Regions from separate parts of the Zea mays genome. Here region 1 is linked to region 2. The links are chromatin contacts, called in public Hi-C maps. All regions are on one chromosome and are shown on one strand. Each heading gives the region's core, a stretch centred on a gene start, on an enhancer-like site or on the middle of the called end of the contact. The rest is flanking DNA. Distances are from core to core; before and after follow the strand shown. Region 1 holds the start of LOC103639054 (40S ribosomal protein S19). Region 2 holds the start of LOC100382287 (SPFH/Band 7/PHB domain-containing membrane-associated protein family).

The links. Hi-C and Micro-C count contacts between places; a contact is called where the count stands out from the background.
Region 1: a contact with region 2 is called in a Hi-C map of tassel, with 2.1 times the contacts expected there. The contact joins the promoter of LOC103639054 here to the promoter of LOC100382287 in region 2. A contact is called at or near these places in 6 of 25 Hi-C or Micro-C datasets (bundle sheath, endosperm, leaf and 1 more) and 1 of 3 datasets of contacts at active chromatin or transcription factors (leaf).

What each region holds. Positions count from the first base shown.
Region 1 is chr9:129,475,133-129,482,062 of Zm-B73-REFERENCE-NAM-5.0, reverse strand. It overlaps LOC103639054 (40S ribosomal protein S19), which reads right to left and starts at 2,233. Exons shown (of 4, transcript NM_001329501.1): 1 at 2,074-2,233; 2 at 1,042-1,132; 3 at 760-943; 4 at 331-686. The coding sequence starts at 2,163. The coding sequence ends at 614. It overlaps LOC103639053 (a long non-coding RNA gene), which reads right to left and starts at 5,994. Exons shown (of 3, transcript XR_559204.3): 1 at 5,912-5,994; 2 at 5,620-5,805; 3 at 5,461-5,539.
Region 2 is chr9:129,341,219-129,348,258 of Zm-B73-REFERENCE-NAM-5.0, reverse strand. It overlaps LOC100382287 (SPFH/Band 7/PHB domain-containing membrane-associated protein family), which reads left to right and starts at 3,763. Exons shown (of 9, transcript NM_001175037.1): 1 at 3,763-3,962. The coding sequence starts at 3,789.

The sequences.
Region 1 (6,930 bases), core at 984-3,483, 140 kb before region 2:
ATCAATTTCCCAATCACGAGAAGTGGCTTCATTTGCGTGTCGTTCAAAGCTTTACGCAACGACTTTGTATTTAACCAAATAGTTGTCGTTCTAATAAAAGCTCTCTGTTACGAGCTAAAAACATTTTGTTATGCTCAAGCTCAACTGATACAGCAGCAAACAACTCACCAAGTCCTTATGCAAATGAATGCACCATATTATTGAACAGAGACATGAGCATTCTCTCGTATTGTAATAATAATGTTGCTGACGAGCCCAGCCAGTCTAAGTTGAACCTATGGTTCAATCACAGCAGACTAACTGACTGCAAGCGAAACAAGCACAGTTTAGGAAACTCAAGAGATAGAAATTCATCTAGATCGTAATCTATCCAATGATATTATCACGTCACATAGATAGACCTATACCAAATACATGTCATGAATATCAGCTCAGACACTTCCCAAACATACGAATAGGTTTTGATAAATAGGTACTCAGGGAAAATACAGTGTGAACCATAGCTAGAATGCCTTGAGTTCTCTTAACACAAAAATCCTAATCCAAAGTGCAAATAAAGTGTAGCCATCTCAACAATCAAACATGACATCATAGAAACCAAATATGAGATTGCTCAAGCTTCAACAGCAACCCTTCCAGCCACCTGGTCCAGATCACGCCTTCCCTGGGAGGTGATGCGCCGTCCACTGCAACAACACCGAATAAGCAAGGGCCAGGAAAAGTCATTAGTAAGAGAAAGGGGTATAGCAGTTCAATTACCCCTTGGGATCGACATCAATGATGCCCATCTCCTGCAGCTGCTGGAGGATGTTGCGTGAAATGGCACCACTGCTCTTGCAGAAGTGAGGTGGGCGTGAGCCATTCCTCTGGCGGCCACCATAAATCTTCTGGAAGCCACCAACACCAATGCCTTGTCTCAAGTAGATCTTCCTTGCTACAGATGCTGCAGGAGAAGAATATTAAAAATATTATAGAATTGCAGAGTCCGGACATTAAAGTTTTACTAGCAAATGATTATGGTAAACAAACAAGATGTCTTACCAGCCCTGATGTAGTACCAGTCAGGGTCATAAGGAGGGAGCTCCTTGAACCTCGCAGTCTTCACAATGTCAACCCACTCAGGAAGCTCCATCTAACAGAAAAGACAGAGGATACTTAAGGAATTACACATAGCAACATATAGGAATATGAAAGTCATTGGAACAACCACTGAAAATTAGTGATTATCGATACCCGACAAATAATACAATAAAGAGAACATTCGCCCACCATCAAAACCAGACTAATTGATGGCGCAAACAGCACAGATAGGTTTATTGAAGCAAAAAAACTTTAAACTACGATTGTGAACTAATAGCCTAAAAATAAAAGCTTCATAATAACAGCACGTGAGACAAATGTAATAAGCAGCACACTATTCAGCTTCAGAGAAATAGAATTATCAATGTTCAACCTCCAGAATCAAAAGGATTTTGATCCTGAAACAGTCTCCATTCTGAATGGACCCAAGGTTCACTCCACGCCCAATGTACTCCAGACCTAAGGGCTAACCATAAACTCTCTTGATAGATATCAACCGAAAATAAATTAAAATCACACCTCGTATAGGGCCTTGCATAGATGTGTGCTCAGAGCGTTTTCAGCACGCTCAGTAAAAAAATTGCCTAAACCCCATGTATGAACAACAAAAACAACTTTACAAACAGGTTTTCTGCACAGATGATCTAGATAAATAAAATAAATTAAATCATATCTGTTGTAACAGCAGAAAATAAACCGCCTAAGACCAAGAGGACAGAAGAACAGCATTGTTTATGCCTAAGCCTAGCAAAGTAACAAAGTCGAAGAAGTTAGTCATGTGAGCAAATCACGCTCCTACCTACCAATCAGATACCCAGAAGGCACAAGAAATAAAGGTGAATTCGGTTACTGCACCACTGCCTCACAGAACTCAAATATATGCTGAGGATCATCCCATGCCATCATACAGTTCGCAATACCACGAAAAAAATGGCTTATTCACATTCTGTAGCGTCGAATCAGATGGGAAGGCGACGAGTCGAGCACCGTTACCTTGCCGGAGCGTTTGAGATGGGCGGAGTAGGCCTTGACAAACTCGTGGGGGTTCACATCCTTCACCGTCCTCGCAGTAGAAGCCGCCATCCTGCCGCCGCCGCCAGGGACGAGAGAAAGGCAGGTAGAGTTCGATGCGGCTGCTCTGGGCTAGGGTTTGGAGGAGTGGCGACAGAGCGGAGCGTAATATTTATATAGAACGTGCTTCGACGTTTCGGCGTTGGATTGGGATCCGACGGTTGCGATGGGGTGAGCGGATGGTTTAGGGTTGAGGGTGGTATGGACAGGCAGGTGTAAGCGGGCCAAGTTCAAATTGGGCCAAGAGGGTGGCTCCCATCTTCAGTATGGCCTGAATATTTGGTAAAGGGCAGCCCGAGCTCCTAGGCCACTCTGCAAATACAGTTCCCTTTCCTATCATATACTTTACTAGTTGGATGCCCGTGCGTTGCTACGGAGATCATATAAATCTTTAGGGCTTGTTCGGTTAGCTCTCAATCCATGTGGATTGAGTGGGATTGGATGGGTTTGAATCCCAAACAAGTCAAATTTCTTCTCATTTTTTTCCAATCTCATCCAATCCATGTGTGTTGGGAATAACCGAACAAGCCCTTAGGTGGTGCGGGGGCAGGGGTGGCAGTGGTCGCAGCGCCGAAGCCACGAGGAACGGGGGCAAGGGGTGTCAAGGGGGGCACGGTATCGCGGGTGTGCACTCATACTTTTGAGTCTTAATATGATATCCATAGTATCGCAGGTGTGCACGCCTAGTTAATTGCCCATGTGTTGCTATGGTTTCTATATATCATATAGACATACTTTTTAAAATAAGATAATTATTCAAACATGTTCCAAACTTTTACAATGATGTGTGTTATGTGTATGTCAGTGTGTTGCTATGGAGTCAATATATTATAATAAGATATATTGAGATACAAAAGCCAAGTGTAGAATGAAGCACCACACCATAGGAATTTGAAAAGTCACTGCTCCAAACCTTGTGAGCATCGGAGGCACGCACACCATTGGGCAAGGGGCCCTAATTAGATCTTAGAAGCATTGATCATCCCAAATATTATCAGACAAATGAACATCACAAAAAATGGCCTTCACCTAGGGGTACAGATAAACATATTTTTTTAACAATTTACCAAGGTTACCATTTCAGAAAAGTTAAGTCTGTTAAGTCAACCGCCTGACAAACAAAGCCAGTAGAACTAAAAAAGCCAGAGGTTTTACTTAACTTCTGCATACTACACTTTGATGACGACTTTTCCAACAGGTCTCTGAAACCGAATAAGCCCTGACCTTACCTCTTCCCCTTGCATCTTCTTTTACAACACCTTATTGGTTCAAAATACAATCAACATGTATTAAACAATTGTGTGTCGTGTAGACAGTAAGATAACAGTCACATAATTCCAGCCTGAGCTCCAGCCCAAAAATCATCAATTCACACAGACAAGTGGCAGCATGGTCCAAATAGGTAAATAAACAGCAAACCATAGTGTTAATAACTGAAACTGCAACATCACACAATCAAGACCAAACCTTCATGAATTAGGGGGGGTGAAACATGGCACCCAAGAACTCATTGGCAACGGTCTCCTAGGTGAAACTTGTGCATCATAGTAGTAGTGAAGAGAAAAGAGGTATTGGTGAAATACACGTCTTGAAAATTATAAAAATAAGAATATAAACTATAAAGGTTCTAGGGAAATGGATCAAGCTACAGTCCAAATCTAGGTACAATGTACGAATAATCAGAGTTAGTAAAACTTGTGATGCATACATCTCACCAAAGGAGCCTAGAACTGTACATGAAAGAACAAAGTGGTACTATATTAGCTAATCATGGGACTTGAACCGAATTAGCTTTCTGCACTGAGCCTGCTTGAGTAAGCACAGGGATAGATTGTTCTGATTCATCATAAACACCATGGTTGTTTGTTGAATTATATGAGATGATCAAGTTGAAGTTGCCCTGATCAGAGAACCCAAGAAGTCATAAGTTGTAGGTAGATGAACCACATATTAGAGGTCAACCAGTAGAACTTAGTTAGAATAACTGACTGAGAGCACAAAGATTCAGAAACATAAACTGCAGCAATTTCGTCGGTCTCTTATGATCATTATTTCCTTGGTAATAACCTCTATATAATTCATCATTAATTAGACATGAACTGTCCCGCTAGAGAACTAATCCTTCTGTGCATCGTACATCTACTCCAAGTTCAAGTAAGCATTAGTGATAAGTGAAATGTCTTCAATCATTCGTATGTGATTGTCCAGCCATCATGTCCTTGAGCACAAGCGTGTCCAGATAAGGTTAGTTCATCAGTAAGGAAAAGATGGCATGTTGCTCAATTTGAGGGTAGCTTCCCAGAGTAAGAGACTCGAGTCTCTTGGCATACTGCACAAGGGCTCTTAGAGACGCCTTAGTGATGGACAAGCACCCTTCGGTATGGAGGAACTTCAGGTTTCTGCATTGCTTAGCATCCTGAGAAAGACCACCATCACTGATTGAAGACTATAACATAATGAGATTTTCTAATGCAGCGCAGTTTGAAGCAATGATCCTGACATCTTTATCCGTGAGAGAGGGATAGTCGTGCAAACAACAACTCCAAACAAAGAATTATAGATAAAATGTAGTGCAACATATACCTTTACTAATTATATGAATGATACATAAAAGATACCCAAAGGAAATCCCAAACTCCAAAATTATGTTTAACAATCCTAAATAGGAACTTTCGTTTGCATAAATAGCATGTACCACCTACTGCAACATATAGCATTTTCTAAGTGTGTTAGTCACTATCCAAAAAATAGAAATCCTACTTTTGTTTCATTTTTCTCATTCGACTAAATGGACAGCTTGGACCAAATGATTTGATAATAAATGAACAGCTTGGACCAAATGGAGCATTTACAGCAAAATATGAATGATAAACTCCAGGTGACAAAATATCAATCATTTAGAAGTGATATTTTCAAGGCAAAGCAAAAACAAGCAGACAAACAGCCACAAGTGAACTTAGTGTAACCTTACTTCTGATTGTAGCTAAGGTAAACCAGGAAGCTATATAACAAGATAGCAAACCTGAATACGGGCTCCAGATTTGGTCTGCATGGACTTTATAGTCTCACCACCCTTCCTAATAATCAGTCCCACCTAAAAAGAAACAGACAAAAATCAGAAGTAGAGGAAAAAACAACATGGGTAAGGAAATCACACAACACAGTCTGTTGATTGATATAAAATTGACAAACAGGCACCCATACACATGCCAAATACTTGTGGTAGCATGATAAAGTGTAGTTTCGTATGGTAAGGCAAACCCTTGTCCAAATAGAACAAGGTGTATACCTTGTTATTAGCAATTTTCATCTGGTACATCTCAGCACCTTGCTGTGTTGCATTGTATTTCCGGCCTCCAGATCTAGCACCGGATGACCCAGCATCGGCCTGGGATGCAAGATCAAATATTGTAACATAGATGAAAAATGCAGAACAAAACAAAAGGTTGTGAGCATAATGAGTAATACCTCTGCCAGAACTTCTTTGATCAACTGTTCAGCTTTGCTTATCTGCTCAGGTTTGCCAGAAAGCTCAACTTGCCTTGTTAGTGCACCAGGTTCAGCTTCATGGTCTCTTGTGACTTGAATCTTTGCTCCTGATTGAAGTTGGATATACCTAATAGTTTCCCTGGCTTTTCCAATGATAACACCAACCTACAGCAAGTTGACAATAGTGCCAGTTTAAAAGATTACAAACATCACACTTCTGGATGCACTTTCTAAATTCAGTGACAGAAAATAGAATGAACAAAAAGCTTACCCTTCCATTTGGATTTTCAATCTTTTTGCTTGTACCCTGATATCCACCATAATAGGATTACTGAGGTGCGCTGCTCTGAGAAGATAATTGTGGGATAGAGGCCCCATGCCCTGATACAGAAACCAGCAACATTCTGAATTCATTTGCTATCATCGAAATTTATGGTGATTATTGAATTATGAACTATGAAAAATAACAAATTTAAATTCGTGTGGATCATGAGTCATGGTAATGAAAGGGATGCATGTATAAACACAAAAAGCAACAGCTTCACAACATGCTAACTTCACAATTTAAGATTGAATGAACATACTATTTTAAGACAGTGGATACAATCAGACTCTAGTTAAGACAGGCTAATGAGCTGGGATGCAGCAACAGTTTGATTTTGCGTTGATGCCACATTAAAAAGAAAAAGGCAGCCAAACAAAGGTATTAAACATCTGCATATACACCATGTGTGAGCAGATAAATGAATCTTATGGTTTTGTAAGATCACAATAATAACTGATATGTTTCTTGCAAGTCTATCTAGAAAATGGCATGTTGTGAAAAAAAACTACACAAAATGTCAACAAATACAAAAAAAATTAACTCATGCAGATGAAAATTGTTTCGAAAATGGCATGTTGTAAAAAAAACTACACAGTAATTGCAATGAATACAATAAAAAATCTAACTCCTACAGATGACAACTATTTTAGGATTTTTCTAGACTTCCCCATGAGGTAGAGCCGTAGAGCGTGTAAAACTAACAAACCCACGAGGAGCTAGTAAAACTAACAAAAAAAGTGGAGAACACTGATTGACTTGGACTTCAATAGTCCTCGCCGCCGAGCATATCATCGAATAACAAAAAAACCATGATTGACTTGAATTCATTTGCTATCATCGAAATTCCGAACAGATGTCCTCGCCGCCGAGCAGCATGCCCGCCGCCGCCGCCCTGGAGCAGGCAGCAACACGCGGAGAATAAAATGGGAATGGTGAGACCGGAGACAAAATGCAACCTTTAATTT
Region 2 (7,040 bases), core at 2,514-5,013:
GTACCCCTTACTACAGTATGAAGACACGGTGCCCGTACGACGATCTCTAGCCGCACGGTGAACAGCACCCGACCCCACCACGTGGACGGCTCGAGGGGCACCACGTGGCGAGAAAAGATGATACATCCCAAGATGTATCAGTTGGACCGGACCTCCACGAGGAAGCACCGGACCCCTTTACGCACAACCCGGACCCCCGATTACAGTCCGGGACTCCCAAGTAGGCATGTCGGGTCCCTTGGATGGGGTCCAGATCCCTCCGAGTAAGGTCCGGGCCACGACGAGGTCCCGGGACAGGGGATACCCTAGCGTAAGCAAGGGTCCGGTACTGACACGTGTCCATGCCTTATCTTGTGCGCTTGCGCTCCCCGCTCAGGCGGAGACCCGGTGCTGCCACGTGGCTTGTTGCCTGTGACATAAGCCAGCGGGCGGAGCCTGACGTAAGGCCTCTAGGCCGCGCGGTCTCTGCATTTATTGCGGAGAGGACGCGTCGCCTATCCACCCTGCTGACAGGCGATGTGCCCCCTCAGCATTTAATGCGTCATGTCCACTCCGCTGGCAAGTGGCGCCAGGGCCATCCTGCAGACGGCGCGCCTGTCCAGTCCATTGTCAAACAGTGCGCCCGTGCTGCGCGGCGCACTGTGTCCATCATCCCTTATACGAGAAGCTTCCCCTGCACGCCGATGCTACGTAGATCTCAGATGTCAGGGCGCAAGAAGATTGCTCCAGCAGTGAACATTAAGTAGCTCCAAGTACTACATCCGTTATGTTCCTGGGCCCACATGTCGGGGCTCAGTACCCTTGTACATGCCCCCCTTAGCTATAAAAGGGGAGGCATGCAACGCTACAACACAGGCTCTATTAGACCAAACTTAGACAGAGACTCTCAGCTCTCAAGCTTCCACAACAATCCAACACAGTGAAGTAGGGTATTACGCTCCGGTGGCCCGAACCACTCTAAATCCTCGCGTGTTCATGTGCTCGGTGATCGCTTAGCAAGACAGGCAAAACGCTTAAGCCCCTTCCTCATCTTAGGATTTAGGGCGGGTGCATTTCGCCACCCGGCCGGAGAATTCCCTCTCCGACAAACTCTATTTGCAGGATTTAATATGTTATCCTTCATTTTCTATCGCATCATAATGTCATGGATGATATCGTGGGTGATGTTGAAGCGTTTCCCACACACATTAGATAAAGTTTTTTTTGTTCCTATATATGTTTAATATCGTGTTAAGGGTTGCGGTTTAAGATTTAGCTCATGGGTGAGTGTGCATACCACTATCCGCTGGTAATATTCCTGTTGCATCCTTACTCATATGTTTAGTGACATGAAACACGATCTTAAGAGCAACTCCAATAGTTATGTAAATTTTAGCTCTCTAAATCAGAGATTTAAGAAGTTGCTAAATGACTTTGGGAGTAAAAATTTGTGAGTTCTCTAATAGTTCTATATTTTGTTTTGTATCTATCCACATAAAAACATTAAGTCACAAATGTGAACAATCACCTTCATTATCTACATAATGCAATCAACATTTTTATTTAGGGAGTTTCTAAATAGTTGCCAATATAGAGAGAAAATGAGGTTAGTTGAGAAATTGCTAAATTTATAAAGTTTATTTAGAGAACTGTTGGAGAGGAGTTTTTATATTAACTATCTATATTATTAATTTATGAAGGCTTTTAGAGAACTATTGGAGTTGCTTTTAGTTGAATATATGAAGTCTATTTGTATTGTCAAACCACTAGGGTTGTTCTATCTCTCAAAACCATCATGTGGAGACGACCTTACATATGTCAAGAAGACAAGAACAACTCTCTTCTTGGTCATCACTTGATTGGAGCATGCTTTAACTTAGGCCAAGGTTCCAAAGATGAATGTGCCTAAAACGACGTGATAAATTAAAAACCCTGAAGTTATGTTAAAGTGAAATTACTGGATCAGTTTCTATCTCCATAATGACAAAGAAAAAACCTCCACTGTTCTCGGTGGATTCCTCAACAAAATCACTGCATCACATATTATTTAACCTCACCAAAATCATTTCATGCGAAAGTATCAACAAGTCATGTTCGCAGTTCTTTTTTAGTGTGATTGGCTGGCTGCACACATACATCCAGACTCTCTAGATACATTGACCAAGGGACATCTCCTGTTTGCTTGCCTGCGCATGTGATGTTAAGCCTGCACCCGCAGCTGCAGCGTTTGCCAAAATCAGCTCTCCAGCCTGCATGCGCAGGTACGCATGATTGTTACGTTTCCAGCGAGCCATGCCCCACATCGCTCAGGCCACACTCGGCCACCTAACCAATCAATCTGGTTATGTATGCATGTGTACAATAGAATAAATCAAATTTTTACACGAATTTAACCAAATATCGCATATATTTCTTCTAGCCCAGATAAATGACCTTTCTTAAGTCAAATTCTTTTGAATTTGACAAAATTTATAGAATAGAACATACACACGGCAAGTGGAATTACTACAAAAATATACTACCTTATAATATATTGTCAATAATAATTTAGTATCATATAGTATTACTTTTATATAAATTTGAACGAACCTAAAATATTTAGACAGAATTAAAAAAGGTAAAATTAAAGGCTCAGATTTGAGAACACGCCCAGCTTTCGTTCTCCTCGCCGTCCGTCGCCCGCACCGTCTTTTTTGCATTTTAGTCCTTTTGAGGTTTTATTTTCACAAATATGCTTTTTTCAGTTTTATTTCAAAAAATGGACCCTTATTTCGGCGCCATCACTATTGGCGCCGAGCTACAACGTGCTGACACCAATTAGTTTGGCGTGTACATATAAGAGTCGACGTCTACATGTATATGACGTGTCAGTACCTCGGCGCCGAGGTCAACGTCATGGATCTCGGCGCCGACCTCCATGTATATAAATATACCACTCCGGCCGTTGGTTTTTTGATTTTTGGATGATAGCAGTCATTTTATAAATGATTCTTCTTCATACTTAGTTTATTTGGTTTATAAATTTGTGTTCTGTTGTTGGTGACCTAAATTGTAACTTGGATAGTTGATGATCTTATACCTGTTAAAATTTACAACTTAGCATTTGATTTACATCAGGTCAGCCACGGAGACATCTCCTGCAAAGTGGTTGGAGTGTTTTTGTGAGCGCCAAGCGTCTTGTCGCGGGGGATGCATGTCATATTTCTCAGGTGTCATATTATGTTATGATCAACAGTTAATGTCATGCACCAAACAACTATCCCATCTTCAGTCATATCAAGCCACAGTATGCATCTTGGTGTTCTTGCAACAGCATGGCATTGCAGTCCGTTACTTAATTGGTACATGATTCCCTTGTATATTATAAAATGATGTTTTTGGATCAATGGATAACGAATTGCACGTTTGAGTTGAGTTATTTACACTCATCCTTGCAGGACTAGTCCAGCTGAATTTGTGTTCTCGCGAGTAGGTACTATAAATTTGTGGTCGGCGCCGAGATCCATGGCGTCGAGGTCGGCGCCGAGATCCACGGTGCCGAGGTGCTGTCACATTAGATCCACGTAGGCGTCAGCTCTTAAATGTACATGCCAAACTAATTGGCGCCAACACGTTGGAGCTCGACACCAATAATGATGGCGCCGAGGTAAGAGTCTATTTTTTAATGAAAATGAAAAGTACGTATTTGTGAAAATAAACAAAAAAAACTAAAATGTAAAAAAGACGGTCGCCCGCACCACCCGCCAAGGCCCCAAGACCTGACCGATCTCGCCTAGGGGTTCCGGTGATCCGCGCGCGCCCTCCTCGAGATGTCTGACGTCACCTCTGACTCGGCGCAGAGCCGCCGCTCGCCGCCCCCGCCGTCGCCGTCGCCGTCGATGCCGCGCTTCCAGCAGCAGCCGAGCGGACGCCAGCCGCCCCAGCCCGGCGCCGACTCCTTCGTCTTCGGCGTCTTCGCCTTCATCGCCATCTGCTTCGTCTTGGTGAGTCGTGAACTTTTGACCTCTCCTACCTCGCTAATCTCGCCGATTTCAACTTGCCATCATTTCCACCGATCGCGAGTGGGTGTGTAGATGCTCAGTCGCGGGTGCACGCCTCATTGGCTGGTCCTGGGCTCGATCGGTGGGGAACTACTGGGTTATGGCGTGATTCGCGTGGCCCTGTGGGATTCAGGGTTAATGGTAGGGCGTTGCTTTTAATCAAGGAACGCGTTGCTTGTTTTATAGTTTAGGTTGGGATTCAGGGTTAATGGTAGGGCGTTGCTTTTAATCAAGGAACGCGTTGCCAGTGATGATCTCCTGAGTGCGCCCGTTGTTAACGTATATATTTGGTTACATCGTGCATAAGTGATGCGCATGATGATCAAGGGCATTGGGCAGGTGATGTGAGCAGATTATCTCAGTTATCCATTATCTTTTGCTGAAAATGAGTAGATGTTTCTGCCTTTTGCCACATTTGTTAGGGGCAATGTGCCTTTTTGATACTGCTTGCTGGTGCTGCTCCTAACCAACCAACACACTTTAGCTCCAAAGGGATCTATTTGGTCCTGTTGGGGGAATTTTATATAATAGTTTGGAACTATAGATTGTATGACCCAACTCGTCATTTTCATCTTATATTTCTATATTCATAGTCTTGTGCTTTTGTTTGCCGTGTTCATTTTACTCCTCCGTGTGATTTTACTTGTATATTTTTATGTATGACAACTGAATCATCACCTTAGGACTAAACTCCCAAACAAAGAAAAAACTTGTACTGCATGATGGTTGTTTGTTGCCTCTTGGGCCTTGGGGCTGGAATTGTTTATTCTGTCAGTGCTCTTCAGTGATGACACTGTATGCTTGGATCGATTATATTGTCCAACCATTGAGCTGGTCTCAAAGAAGGACAGGCCTGCAGTAGTGAGAGTTGTCTCATTGAGTCATCAGGTCGTGGGTTTCAAGCAGCCTCTTCGCATTTGCGGGGGGAAGGCTTGCCTCAGTTTATCTTTATCCCTTCCCTAGAACCCACTCATGTGGGAGCCTCCGGCACTAGATCTACCCCTTTTCATTGAGCTGGTCTCAATAACGCATTACATTTGCCAAAATGATTCAATTTATGTGCCTTTAAGCTTCCATTTTCTTTATGGGCTATGTTTGTAGATATTGCTGATTGCTTTCTATCTGAATCAAACATGTCAGCAGGTACCTATCTTGAGTTAATGTCAGCACTGTAATAATTTTTAAGTTCAAAGTATGTCTAGATCACTCCTTTGAGGCCTTCCTTTTAAGTTTTTATACAATGGTCGGAACCATTGACTGCATGGGTCTTTATCAAGTTTCTGTTTCATGTCATGTGGTATTATTTCTACTGCTCTTTTTTCCCTTGTCAGTCTTCCTCTATTGCAATGACCTTTACTTCTCAATGTTCTATGACAGCTATAGAAGAGGAAACATCTTAGTACTTCAGGATGCTTCCTAGTTGGTTTGTATCCCCAGTTTCTCACAAATGATTAAGGAACAGAATTACCTTCTGAATCCTCTTTCTTTTTTATTTTAGAATACTTCTCTGGATTACATATTGATATATATACCTACCTGTCTTCAGTGCGAAATATATTTTAGTGGTACTCGCTTATGCAAAACCCTCTTCTGAGGCTATGGGGTGAACTTGGCAAGGACAATTTAAAGGATACTGTTGCAAATTCATGTTTCATTTATCCGAGATGAAGGCATGCTTTGAATTTGATGCCCTGCCTTGGTTAAACAACAATTTGTACTGAAAATTAATCAATTTTGACTCATATAGAACGCAAAAGGTCAACATACATCATTTTGCCATCTAGTTATATACTGTTGACCAAACTTTAAAGTGAAGTAGTAGGAATTTCGCAAAAATAAGTTACAGCTGTCCTGATAGTTAGGACAAATAATACGTCATAGACTTTGCAATGTCCTTTATATCCTTCATAAGGTTTATTATAACAAGATGGCCGCATGCGCTTGTATGTAGGATCACACTACTAAAAAATGTTAAAAGCAAGGTAGTTTCTGCTAAGTAAGAAAAATCATCAAGTTAAAAAAATGGTTCAACAATGTACACAGTGGATCATCGGCTAGTTATGAGCTTTGTTTATTTTCATTTTTGAACAGAGGCATGTGAAGCTAGTGAAGTAAGAAAGTTGGGATTAAGTATTAGAATTCTGTTATTTTTTAGGACAATTCTTCACATCAATCTGAAAGTGTTGCTCAAGACCACCATCCTGCGGTCCTGCCAAGGCACTAGGCACCGAGGGCGAAAAGAAAGTTCATAGTTCCAATTGGCATCCCCTTTTCATAGGCTATACTGTAGTTTCTAAAACAGCCATCACACCCTCCGACCCTTGCAAGGTCTGTAACTAAGCTCCTCAGACTCTAGTTCACCTCATCGTCTATTGTGATATCACACATCAATTCTGTGGTTCCATTGGCATGGACAGCATGCACTGCCAATGGGCGAACTATTGAAATTGTCAAGACCACTGCAAGTCTGCAAGTCCCCAAGACCCAAGTCTGCAAGAAGTTCTTACCTTTTTGCTGGTGGAAACACAGACAGACTGACAGACAATCTTCTTCAAGGAAGAAGCAACCGTCGCTGGCAAGACTCTCAAGTCAGCATGAAAGGAGGATGTAGCTCTGTCAACACTAGCTGCCGCACAAAAGAGATGTATTTCAGCGATGTGTTGTTTGGTGCAACACATTGGGCCTGTTCGTTTATCTCTAGCTTATATGATCCAGCTTATATAAGTTCCATCGGTCGACAAACACCACAACTTATAAGCCAGCTTATACAATCCATGTCCCCCACTTTATATAATCCTATAAGTTGTCTTAGACCAGCTTATTTCAGCCTTTTTCTTCCACACCTATAAGTTAGGCGGTAAGCAAACTGGCCCATGGTCTTCCATGTAACACCCTAACCTAAAACAGATGCACATCACCTTATTGAGACTGGATGACATGTTTATTGCTGCCCTCACAGCTAATGCAGGTGAGGAACCCTCAAACACACTTGTGTGCGATCCTTCAAAAGAAAAAAGCATC